2 separate regions of the Sus scrofa genome follow, and region 1 is linked to region 2. A link is a contact called in public Hi-C data. All regions are on one chromosome and are shown on one strand. The core of a region is the stretch at or near the end of the contact, and the rest is flanking DNA. Distances in the headings are between cores, read along the strand shown. Region 1 overlaps HSDL2 (hydroxysteroid dehydrogenase like 2). Region 2 overlaps SUSD1 (sushi domain-containing protein 1).

Region 1 (6,395 bases), core at 3,052-5,551, 240 kb after region 2:
CTGGGAACTTCCATATACAGCAGGTGCAGCCTGAAAAAGAAAAAAAAAAAAAAAGGAAACATTGGCCACATAGAGACAGCATTCTTTTTTTTTCTTTTTTTTTGTCTTTTTTTTTTAGGGCTGTGCCTGCAGCGTATGGAAGTTCCCAGGCTAGGGGTCCAGTTGGAGCTGTTGTTGCCAGCCTACACCACAGCCACAGCAATGTGGAATCCTAGCCGCGTCTGTGACCTACACCACAGCTCATGGCAACGCCGGATCCTTAACCTACTGAGTGAGACCAGGGATCAAACCCACATCCTTGTGGATACTAGTTGGGTTTATTAACCTCTGAACCATGATGGGAACTCTGAGACAGCATTCCTATATGGCAACAGTTAGTTACTATAGCCCGGTGGCAGGGTATCAGCTACCTCATTAGATGGGACATGAGCTCTATTGTCTTCTGGGTGCTGAGGGCAGGCTAACAAGTTGCGATTTATCAGAGTTCTTTCGTGGTGCAGCTAGTTAAGGATCAGTGTTATTACTGCAGCAGCCTGGGTCACTGCTGTGCAGTGGGTTCAGTCCCTAGCCTGGGAACTTCCACATGCCACAGACACGACCAAAAAAAAAAAAGATGAAAGTGTAATATTTCTCATACCCGTGTCTCTATCTAAAGTGGAAAAATGAGACATATGCCAACAGGGCCATATGTTCAGGTAAAATGGTTGAGCACTTATTTCTTTGTAGATGTGGGGCATAGTTCTCTAAATTGAGTGTGTAAAGCATATTTCCGTTGAATGGGAACTGTAGAGAATCAAACCATAGTAAGATCTGTGGCAAGCATATTGACAAGATTGTGGCTAGAAGCTTAAAGAACTACAAAAAGGACTAACATTTCAGTAAAGTTTGTGCTTTTTTCAAATAAAATTAACAATACTGCTGTGTGATACAGTTATGTGTTACATGAAGAAATTATCTCTGCATCAAAATCTTTTACAGCTGATAACTTTGTGAAAGAATTTTGAATGTAAACACTCATTAAAAGGTGTTTAGGGGAGTTCCTGTTGTGACACAGCAGAAATGAATCTGACTGGGAACCATGAGGTTGCGGGTTCGATTCCTGGCTTCACTCAGTGGGCTAAGGATCCGGTGTTTCCGTGAGCTGTGGTGTAGGTCGCAGACATGGCTTTTATCTGGCATTGCTGTGGCTCTGGCACCGGCCGGCAGCAACTGCTCCAATTCGACCCCTAGCCTGGGAACCTCCATTTGCCTTGGGTGCAGCCCTAAAAGACAAAAGGCAAAAAACCCCAAACAAACAAGTGTTTAAAAATATAAACCTGGGAGTTCCCGTCGTGGCGCAGTGGTTAACGAATCCGACTAGGAACCATGAGGTTGCGGGTTCGGTCCCTGCCCTTGCTCAGTGGGTTAACAATCCGGTGTTGCCGTGAGCTGTGGTGTAGGTTGCAGACGCGACTCGGATACCGTGTTGCTGTGGCTCTGGCGTAGGCTGGCAGCTACAGCTCCGATTAGACCCCTAGCCTGGGAACCTCCATATGCCGCTGGAGCGGCCCAAGAAATAGCACAAAAAAAAAAAAAATAAATAAATAAAAATATAAACCTAACCAGGGATAGTATTGCTTAGCAGGTTGAATTAAAACTTAGAAGGTCTTGATGTCTGAAAACATTTATTTGTGGCAGTGTCTATTGTTGATGACAAAGTCACAAATATAAATATTCTACCCACCTAGTTATATTTATTTATGATGTCAGGAGAATTTTGACGTGATTAAAGTTTTTTAGACGGGATACTTATGACATGAACATCAGGAAATGATTTGTTAAGTACTGAGAAATGTCTTAGAAAGTTTAATGTGAATTTGTCTAATGTAGTGATCATAGCTGTAGACAGTGTTGCTGTGATGGACAGTGTTAACTTTAAACTTATTACAATCTGGAGTTCCTCCTGTGGCACAACAGAGTTGGCAGTGTTTGATCCCTGGCCTGGCACAGAGGGTTTAAGGATCCAGCGTTGCCACAGCTGCTGCATGGATTGCAGCTGTGGCTCAGATCTGATCCCTGGCCAGGGACCTCCGTAGGCTGTGGGGTGCCAAAAGACAAAAACAAAAACAGACTTATTAAAGTATAAACTAATGTAGAAGTGTTTCACAGAAATGCAGAAATTAAGTTTGTTCATTGTATTGTTCACTTAGAATTGCTCTTGTTAAAAACGTGTTATGAATTCTAAGAACTAAATACACCTCCATGGTTTGAACCACAGACAGTTCAGTGCTTTTACTCATGTTGAGTACAGATGTGGTGATTCTTTGACAAGGCTGTGTAGTCAGTGTATTGTTGAACAGATTTTGTTTTTCATTAGAAAGAAATCAGTTCTTTTTTGCCACCTGGGAGAAAATTCTCACCCCGGTTCCCAAGTAAAGGTTAGGACTAAGACTTGCTTTTTTAGCTGACATTATGACTTATGGAAACAAATATATGGCTCTTTTTATTGTATTGTGTTTTTTTTTTGCTTTTTTAGGGCCACACCTGCGGCATATGGAAGTTCCCAGGCTAGGGGTCAAATCGGAGCTGCTGCTGCTGGCCTACACCACAGCCACAGCAACGCCGGATTCCTGACCCACTGAGTGAGACCAGGGATCAAACCCGTATCCTCATCAATACTAGTCGGGTTCGTTTCCACTGCACCACAACAGAAACGCCACAAATGTATGATTCTCATTGCTCCTTTCTTGTGAAATTATGTCTTTGGAAAACCCATTTGGCAAGAACAGTTTGGCCTCTTTCCTATACTCAGGTCATTTCCTAGAAATGAAAAAGATGGCCTATACTATACTCCTATTCGTAGATTTGAAGGTTCAGTTAAAAATAAAACAAACACAAGTCCTGAAGTCCTCTTGTGGCACCCCAGGTTAAGGATTCTGCATTATCACTGCAGCAGCTCAGGTCACTGCTGTGGCTTGGGTTTGGCCCAGGAACTTCCACATGTCGTGGGTGCGGCCAAAAAAAAAAAAATCCTGATGTAGAAAAGTGAACTAACCTTTTTAAATTGCCTTTATCAGTGAGTACTACTGTAGTTGAATGCTACTGCAGTATCAGCTGCGTAGTTGAAGAACTACAAGTGGAATATATAAGCTATATGGTGCTAAGCTACTAAAAACTGAATATGAGTCCATTGGAGTAATGTCTATAAGTGTCTCAGGAATAGATGCCCTAAAAGAAAACTGTTTTTCAAAGGAAAGATTCTATTCACTGTTGAATGTGCCTACATTTATTAACGGCTATTTTTAAATAAAAATATATATTGTCCCCAATTAAGGGCCTCCTATTGCAACGCCAAATGAAAGACCTGACTTTGACCTTTGGACCAAAAAAGGCTGTCAGATTTTTGGCCTTCTATGAAAGGCATAAGTTATAAAAGAGAAACTCAGAGTGAAATATTTCCATTTAAATTTGTTTTGGTTTTTTGTCTGGTGACACTCATTTCATTCATAGAAGGTAAGTATAGATTGTTTTCTCAGGGAAGCCTGAGAAGCATTCTCAGGGAGGGAGTAGGAGAAAGTCCAAAGAACTGACCTATTTGGAGGATTCTGCAAGGATCTGGTGCTCTTTCCTGATCCCTGGTGCCCAGGGCTGTGTGGTCTGTGACTTGTATTTTAGTGATTTAGAGAAACAAGTTTGGAAGACGGAGAAGCTAGGAGGCAGATCCTTATATTTCTAAGTTTTAATTAAATATATAATCTCTAGTATTATATGTGTTTGTGTCATGTTAAATACTTGTAGAAATTCAGTAATGTTCGATTGTATTTCTGAACAGTTGATCTTTCCTGTACCCAGTTCACTTTATTCATTAACTCGGATGCCCTATAGACCTTTGAGCTTACAACCCTGGTTAAGTAAAATAATTCATGTGAAAGTAGTAACTAGTAAGTGCAATGCCTAGCACACAGTAAGTTTCCAATAAACTTAACTATCTTATTAGGCTCAAAGTATTAGTATCTAAGCGTGGCGCTAAGAGTTTTCAATATACCGTATAAGATAGGGTATGTCGCCATGAGAAATGTACCTGATTAGGATTAGTAATGCTGAGGGCCAGACGAACAAAGTGCAGGTGGAGAGGTTTTGTGTCATAGATCAAAAGAGAAGCTCATGTTTATAATGTAAATTAAATGAACCCTCTCCTTTGAGTATGAAATATGATCTTACTGCTTGGAGTAGGCTGTTTGTTTCCTATTGATGCTTTGAGGTACAGCTTCACTGTGGATTGAATATTAGCTGTGCGATTGTTGGCCCCTCCCCACCTCACCCCCATAAGTGCAAAGTGCCTTTGGAATGGAAAAACCAATATGTACAAAAACTCTTCGGTGGTATTGATTGTATTTGGTTTATATTTTTGGCCATGGTGTCAGTGGCTTGGTGTGGGCTCTCAGTTCCCAGACCAGGGATTGAACCCAGGCTGCAGTGGTAAAAGTGCTGAGTCCTAACCACTAGTCCACCTGAGAACTCGCAGGTTGTTGAAGTTATTGAATGTGAAATAAAACTAAAAACTGTAAAATTATTAAGCTACAATGCATGATTAAAATATATGTTATAGCTTAGTAATGAAACATTTAAAAATATTGAAACTGAGTCTTTTTTTTTTCCTTTTTTTGGCTGCCCTGCTGCATATAGAGTTCCCGGGCCAGGGGGCCGGGGATCAGATCCTAGCTGCAGTTGTGACCTATGACACAGCTGTGGAAACACAAGATCCTTTAACCCATTGTGCTGGACTGAGGATTGAACCTGCATCCCAGTGCTGCAGAAACGCTGCTGTCACTGTTGTGCCATAACGGAAACTCCTTTTTTTCTTTCTTTTTTTTTTTAATTTGGTTGCACCTGTAGCACTTGGGAACTCTGTGGACCTGAGCCTTTTGTAAAATAAATTACCTACCTTTTTGAATGGGTTTTAAAAATATATAAAAACTAAATATTGCTCCCAAAGGCATATTATATTAGATATCAGTATAAATTAAATCTGGCAATGCATTGGGAGTTATGTTATTAAATTACAGTTCCAGTGTGTGGTAGGAATACCACACCTACTAAGATGAAAAAACAAGAAAACGTAATACTAATAATTGCAGGGTTTTTTTCATGCTTAAGATATGCGTTGTTGTATCATATTTTTCACCTAATTTGAATCCCTTGGTCAATCTTCGATGGTAGCAAATATTACCAACAATGACAAATGAGAAAACCAAGAGTTAGGATACTGTATATTTTGCCCAACATCACAGAGTGAAGGGCAGAAGAAGGCTTGAACCCAGGCCTGTCTGACTTGGAAGGATGTGTAGTTGAGGAGAGCCTTAGTTAGATTTAGGGCCAAGGATTGGATTACTTTCATCAAGCAGATCATATTGTCAGGCCATTAAGCAAAGCTTCAAAGGATGAATATGAGTTGCTTTTCCTATCTTTAATCCAGAAACGTGAAAAAAACAAAACAAAAAAGTACGCTGTAGATTACTGAGCAAGTTTAGTTTCTCTGCAGAAGTAGTTTAAAATATAACTTAGAAAAGTGATGAAGCTGTTAGAAGGCTATTAACTTGACTGGTGTTTTCTTTTGCTTTCAGATCCAAAGCATGTATTCCTTATTTGAAAAAGAGTCGAATTGCTCATATCCTCAATCTCAGCCCACCCCTGAACCTAAACCCACTGTGGTTCAAACAGCACTGTGGTAGGTGCAGGGTGAGGGGGTGGCTTGTTTCGTCAGTTTGTTTTGTATTAAAATCGGTATATCTATGGTGTAATCACAGTTTGTACATAGCATTCAACATTAAATTTTCTATGCAGAACCTATAGCATTTTGGAAAGTAGGTCATAAATCTTCTATTTGTAATTTTTAAAGTCAAGATACAATTTACATTAAAGAAAATGTACAGATTGTTATGCATCTGTTTAATGAGTTTTGACAAATGTATACACTTGTATAACCAATATTCGGATGAAGATATGAATATCCACCATCCTAGAAAGCTCCCTCAAGTCCCGGTGGGTATGTTTTATTATATGTAACTTACTCTTCAATAAAGTTGTAAAACTACCCATGAAATACATTACCTTTTATAAAAAATTAATGATTTAAGGTGAGTATGCTAAGTAACAAGATTTATGTATAGGTGCCTCCTTTTTAAAAATTTTTTTTAGTTTTTTGCTTTTTAGGCAAATAAATCTCATTTTCCTGGAAGGGCAGTAATGTTGGGAGATCACTTCTGGTGCTAGCAGGCATAAAAAGAGAGCCACTCTACACACTCTAGAAGAGAGTTTTTTTTTTTTTTTTTTTTGTCTTGTCTTTTCAGGGCCATACCCGCGGCATATGGATGTTCCCAGGCTAGGGGTCTAATCGGAGCTACAACTGCCGGCCT
Region 2 (6,614 bases), core at 94-2,593:
AAGTGAAGTAAGTCAGAAAGAGACAGACAAATACCATATGATATCACATATATGTGGGATCTAAAATATGATACAAATAACTTATTTCCAAAAAAGAAAGAGATTCACAGACATAGAAAACAAACTTACAGTTACCAAAATGGAAAGGAGGCAGAGAAGGGATAAGTTGGGAGTCTGGGGTTAGTAAATACAAAATACTACACATAAAATAGATAAACAACAAGGTCCTACTGTATAGCACAGGGAATTATATTCAATATCCTGTAATAAACCATAATCAAAAAGAATATGGAGTTCCTGTCGTGGCTCGAGTTGCTGTGACTGTGGTGTAGGCTGGCAATTCGACCCCTCTCCTGGGAACCCCCATGTGCCGTGAGTATGGCCCTAAAAAGACAAAAGAAAAGAAAAGAAAAAATATGAAAAAGAATATATATATATTCATACACATGTGAATGTATATATATATATATATGTATGTATAACTGAATCACTTTGCTGTACGCCAGAAACTAATACAACATATAAATCAACTATACTTTAATTTTTTTAAATGTTCTTAAATAAAGTTGTTTTAAGAAACTTATAAAATAAATAACTTTTTTGTTCTGGCAAACATTACCCGGGTGTTCTACAAATAATTCAAGCTCGGGGAACTCTGGTAAGCAAGAGATGGCAGGCTTGCCAGGCTTAAAGACCTGAATTCAAATTCTGGCTCTGCCGTTTGCCAGTTGCTCAATGACTCTGTGAAAGTTGCTTAACTTTTATGAGTCTCAGATTACTCAGCTCTGAAATGAAAATGACAGTAAGTACTTCACAGGGTTTTTCTGAGGACAAAGTGAAATCAAGCATCAAGCCTCTTAGCTGAGCCGTGGGCGTTTCAGTCAGTACCTGATCAATGGCAGCTATAATGCTTGACGTCTAAACATTATACACATATTCAAACAAATCCCAGCCATGTGGCTATTTGCATAAATGTGGGCATTTATTCTGGCTGACCTTTCTCTTCTATCTGAAATAGGTTTCGCTGCAAGTGATCACCCACTGAGCTGAAGAGGAAGATCAACAAGAAAAAAACCCAGAAGGGACAAAAGCTACCAGGAGATCTGGAGGCATTTGGACTCTGTGCCTGAGCCGGGTGAGGGGGCTCAGAAAGGATCCCAGCCGTCAAACAGTCTGTGTTTCAATACAGACGAGGTTCTTCTCAGAGCCTGCAGTGAGTGAGCGTCGACTTCATAATTATTAACTCAGATTCTAAACACAAAAAGCCAAATGACCTGTGCAGAATGAAAGCCAGGGACAGTCTTATCAAGAATGAATCAGTCTCTTTGATCTTGAGGTGAACCGACTCACTGAACATCAAGCTTCCACCTGGGGTTTTTCCAGACACTCAAGTAATTGCCTAATTCTTAGCTGTCTGGAGTTTCCAGTCTAAACCAGCCTTAAAAAAAAAAAAAAAAAAAAAAAAAAAAAAAAAAAAAAAACACCTTGCTGGAGTTCATACTCCATTAAAAACATATACATACCTGTGATACGAGGCCAAAGAAATTGGGACTCCAAAAATATTTTTAACTAAAAAACCCCATGTAACAAGAAGATAAATCATTTCACCCAATTTGGAACTCAACACTCAAGTAGTAAAAGGGGGTAGACAGAAGGAAAACAGAGGACTGGGGTAAAAGGCATTCAGAAGTTAGGCAGGACAGTAGAAGGCGGAGTTCCCATTGTGGCGTGGCAGAAACCCAAATCCAGCTAGGAACCATGAGGTTGCGCGTTCGATCCCTGACCTCGCTCAGTGGGTTAAGGATCCGGCGTTGCCCTGAGCTGTGGTGTAGGTCACAGACACGGCTCAGATCTGGCATTACTGTGGCTGTGGTGGGGGCCGGCAGCTGTAGCTCCTATTCGACCCCTAGCCTGGGAACCTCCGTATGCAGCGGGTGCAGCCCAAGAAAAGACAGACAGACAGTCAGACAGACAGACAGAAAGAAAGAAGAAAATGGGGGGAAAACCCAGAAGTGAACACTGAGGAACATAAATATAAAATGCGCAGAGAGCTGGAGAGAAAGAGAACTATGAAGAAATGGGTGAAAAACAGAAAAAAGAAGGAAGAGGCAGCTGAGCAAGAGCCCTGGTAATCCGCCTCTCTCACTACAGTTCCAGAAGCCTCTCCTACCTACCCACCCAACAATCGGATCATGTGCACTGTGCCATGAATTAATCAGCATGTAAATCACCTTCTTTAACGGCGGAAATTGAATTTAGCTGCCAATCTTGATTGAGGGCATAGAGGCCTCGTCACAGAAAGATCACAGCTCTCAAGGAGAATGCCTTTTTTCTCCTTAAATCAAAGCTTGCATAAGCCCGTGGAAACAGCTGCAGCTGGAGCCACAGACGTTGTGAAAGGTGGCAGGCGGAGGTCGGTAATTATAATTAGCGGTTACATAACATGTTTGTTCTTCAAAGTGCTCTACAAGCATCAGCTAATTAATAGCTTACTCTGCCCCATGCAGATCCCCTGGTTGTTCACGGAGTGACGGACTAATCCTGGTACCCCCATCGTTCTGAATGATGAAGGCACAGCAGCTTGAGCCATGAAGCAAATGCCTGAGGGTTCAGAAGCGATGCCCTGCTCTCCCACCAAATGTTGAATTCAGCAACCCATGAGGCAGCTGCCTCACTTCCTCCAAATACCTCTCAGAGGCGCAAGAACAGTTTGATCCACTATCCGTCTGGTTCAAAATGGCACTGGCTCTTCTCCATTTCCCCCATTATAAAGACTGGGACTTGGGCATCCTTCCGGTTAGTTACGGGTTTGCCCTTGCTTCTCTATGCAAGTTGGACAAGTCATTCTCTGTGCAAGTTGGACAAGTCAATGGACCTAAGAGATAGTCAAACTGGATCTCACTCCAGGTCCAGAAGCCTCTCCTACTACCCACCCAGCAATCGGGTCACGTGCACTGCACTATGTCCACACTTTGTTTCTATGATTGCAATCTCTCGCCTACATCCTGTTGCCTTTGTGGTGGAGATAACTGAATGTGGGAAGAGCTTGGCACAGACAGCAGCTGAGCTGAGTCTGTCATCCACTCCAGAGATGCTTTACCCCGGGACTTCACAGGTTCATAAATACCTTGAATTTGTAAAATATTACACGTATGTGTGCATGTGCCTTTCTTTGCAGAAAAGTCTCTTGAGCCCATTGCCCCGTAAATTCCAAGAAGGTAGTGTCCGGTGAAGTACCTCATACACAGCATATGCTGAATAAATATCTATTGATGAAATGGATAGATTTCATCAAATTCCTACCCCCCAAATGGCCATGAACCATCCCCTCTTGGCCAAATAATCACCAGGAGTCCATGCATTGTGTTTGCTCCAGCTAGATCTTCCTGTGGAAAACTTTGATCGGCAAGACCAAAAACGCTCTTTCATAATTCTGCTACAAGCCACAGACCCAGACCAAAGCCCCCTTGAGATTTTACTCTTCAGGGATCTGTCTTCAGAGCCAAGCAAGTCAATATCTGGAAATAAATCCCCAGAGGCATTCGAGACCAGGTGACGACCACTTGTCACACCCCTGGCCAATCATCACAAACATAAGAATCATTGCCTTTTCCCACCTTGGTTCTTGGACGCGGAGATGTGAAATAAAACATGTGGAGGTGCACACTTGTGACTCACAAGAACATCCTCTCAAGCAAAATAATTTCAGTGAAAGAATCTGACTAGCATCCATGAGGATGCAGGTTCGATCCTTGGCCTTGCTCCGTGCGTTAAGGATCCGGCATTGTCATGAGCTGTGGTGTAGCTCGCAGATTCGGCTCGGATCTGGCGTGGCTGAGGCTGTGGTGTAAGCCAGCAGCTACAGCTCTGATCCCCTCTCCTGGGCACTTCCATGTGCCATGGGTGCAGCCCTAAAATAAAAAACAAACCAAAAAACCTAAAATGTGCACAGTGCTTTAAGCTTTTCAAAATGCTCCCCATAGATTATCTCATGTGATTCTCTCTCAACAACTAAGTAGGAAAAGCAGACTTTATTTTCACCGTTTTATAGATGAGGAAACTGAGGCACTGGAAGAATAATGCCTTGCCTGGTGCCACACAGCTAGCACATGGAACTGCTAGAATTTGACGTCTCAAAACTCCTTTTCACCCAGTAATGGCATTTGTGGGTATATAGCCAAAAGAATTGAAAGCAGGGTCTCAAAGAGATATTTGTAAGCCCAGGCTCATAGCAGCATTATTCACAATAACCAAAAGGTGGAAGTAACATAACTGTCCATCAATGGATGAATGGATAAGCAAAATGTGGTATATACACAGCAGAATAGTATGCAGCCATGAAAAGAAGGAAATCCCCCCATCTGTGACAATGTAAACCTGGAGTACACATTAAGTGAAATAAACCAGTCACAAAAAGACAAACACTACATAATTATGCTTACATGAGGTCAATCAGTCAAACTCCTAGAGGAATTCCCGTTGTGGCTCAGTGGAAATAAACCCAACTAGTATCCGTGAGGATGCAGGTTCCAGCCCCGGCCCCACTCAGTGGGTTAAGGATCTGGTGTTGCCGTGAGCTGTAGGTTGCAGACGTGGCTCAGATCTAGCGTTGCTGTGACTGCGGTGGAAGCTGGCAACTATAGTTCCCATTCGACCCTTAGCCTGGGAACTTGCATATGCCACATCTGCGGCCCTAGAAGAAAACAAACACGCACATGCACACACACACACAAAAACCCTCACAGAAACAGAAAGCAGAACGGTGGTGCCAGAAGCTGTGGGGAGGGGAAAGTAGGGAGTTACTGTCTAACAGTTTCAGTTTTTCAAGATGAAAAAGTTCTGGCGACAGGCTGCACAACATGAACCTACTTCACACTGCAAAATCATTGAGATGGTAGATTTTATGTCATGTATAGTTTACCATGATCAAAAATAAACATGACAAAATCTTGCTATACATTATACCATCTTTCCTCTGAAAAACTGTCAACATGTGCTAAATTAGGACTTGTAAGTATGCCCCCTTGAGAATATGAGTCATGGAGAAAAATTTCTCAGCCCACCAAGCGGAAGAGACAGGAATCACTGTGATTTAAGGTGAGTTTCAAAAGATGGATACATAAAACTTTCGATCCAACTTATTTTCCCAATCCACCCTGTAAATCTTGAGGATTTAGCTGACAAACCCAAAGCCAGGTGCCTGCCCAGGTAAATGGCACAGCCAGGCACAGTACACAGAGTGAGCAATCCAAGTCTTTAGGCTGTATGCTCCCGCTGGCTGTTTTGCTTCCAGGAGCCAGAAGCCCTGCAGAATGGAGTCTATACCTGTACACGTGAAAGCACTTGCTCTCCAGGTGCCTTTCCCTGTGCAAACGGAAGTGATCTTTCCTCCAGAGCTCTCAAAGCCCTCTTGACAGACGTAGTGAGCCACACCACCCAGGCTGGAGCTGTGATTGCCCACCAGGACCGCGTGCGGCACTTCCGGAGGGCGCCCACAGTTGATCTCTGCAATGGGAAGTAGCACAGCACTAGTTATGACCCAGGACGTCTACCCCATTTTTCATCTTTTGCAAATAAACAGTTAGTAATGATACAGTCCAGTCAATGGGAAAAGAGAAAACACTAACCCCATCAAATAACCCAAGTGCACATATATAAAATAAGATCGTTCAAAAGTAAGGAAAATCGGGAGTTCCCAGCGTGGCTCAGCGGTAACAAACCCAACTCAGATCCATGAGGACATGGGTTCGATCCTTGGCCTTGCTCAGTGGGTTAAAGGATCCGGTGTTGCTGTGAGCTGTGGTGTAGGCTGATGGCTGTAGATCTGATTCTTCCCCTAGCCTGGGAACGTCCATATGCCGCCAGTACGGCCCTAAAAAGACAAAAAAAAAAAAAAAAAAAAAGAGTAAAGAAAATCGAGATCTCTGAGTTTAATGAAATTTATAAACATGTATACATAGAAAATATCCCACTTATGAGATGATTTATACTATAAAGAATTTCTTGGTCAATGAAATAATCCATCTTGGGTTTTTTTTAAATATTAAGACCTTCTGTTACCTTTTACTATGTATCTTCAGATTATTAATTCCTGCATAGATGATAATGCAAGTGTAGTTTTGTTGTCAGCTAGTCAATAAAATAGAAACAAAAATCGCTGAACTTTTTTTCTTTTTTTTTTTCATTTGAGTTTAGTTGCTTTACAAGGTTGTGTTGATTTCAGATGTGCAACAACAACAAAAATCTCTGAACTTTTTCAAGCAAATAAGTGGGGAAAGTGTTTATGATCTAAACATTCAATTTATATGCACTTTTCAAAGAATAAAAAGCAGTTGCATAGAGGGAGACAAACCTGGAATTATACCTTCTTTTATTTTATTATTTTTTTTATTTTTATGGCCGCACCCGTGGCATATGGAGGTTCTCAGGCTAGGGGTCTAATCAGAGCTACAGCTGCCAGCCTACACCACAGCCACAGCAACATCAGATCCGATTCTCATCTGCAACCTACACCACAGCTCACGGCCACACCAGATCCTTAACCCACTAAGCGAGGCCAGGGATTGAACATGCAACCTCATGGTTCTTAGTCGGATTCATTTCTGCTGCGCCAG

The links. A called contact is a pair of places that touch in the nucleus more often than the background predicts.
Region 1: a contact with region 2 is called in a Hi-C map of liver, with 5 times the contacts expected there. The contact joins two enhancer-like sites. A contact is called at or near these places in 1 of 47 Hi-C or Micro-C datasets (liver) and 1 of 2 datasets of contacts at active chromatin or transcription factors (alveolar macrophages).

Annotation. Positions count from the first base shown.
Region 1 is chr1:253,141,425-253,147,819 of Sscrofa11.1, forward strand. It overlaps HSDL2 (hydroxysteroid dehydrogenase like 2), which reads left to right. Exons shown (of 11, transcript NM_001197021.2): 5 at 5,604-5,707. Among named protein-coding and RNA genes, the nearest start is that of HSDL2, 20 kb to the left of the region's middle. Within about 2 kb of position 4,302, at least 9 of the 83 cell types and tissues checked have an H3K27ac peak or open chromatin away from gene starts, as enhancers often do. A contact at or near this core is called in liver, where this site is marked.
Region 2 is chr1:252,905,093-252,911,706 of Sscrofa11.1, forward strand. It overlaps SUSD1 (sushi domain-containing protein 1), which reads right to left. Exons shown (of 16, transcript XR_002337296.1): 6 at 5,326-5,505. Among named protein-coding and RNA genes, the nearest start is that of SUSD1, 48 kb to the right of the region's middle. Within about 2 kb of position 1,344, at least 25 of the 83 cell types and tissues checked have an H3K27ac peak or open chromatin away from gene starts, as enhancers often do. A contact at or near this core is called in liver, where this site is marked.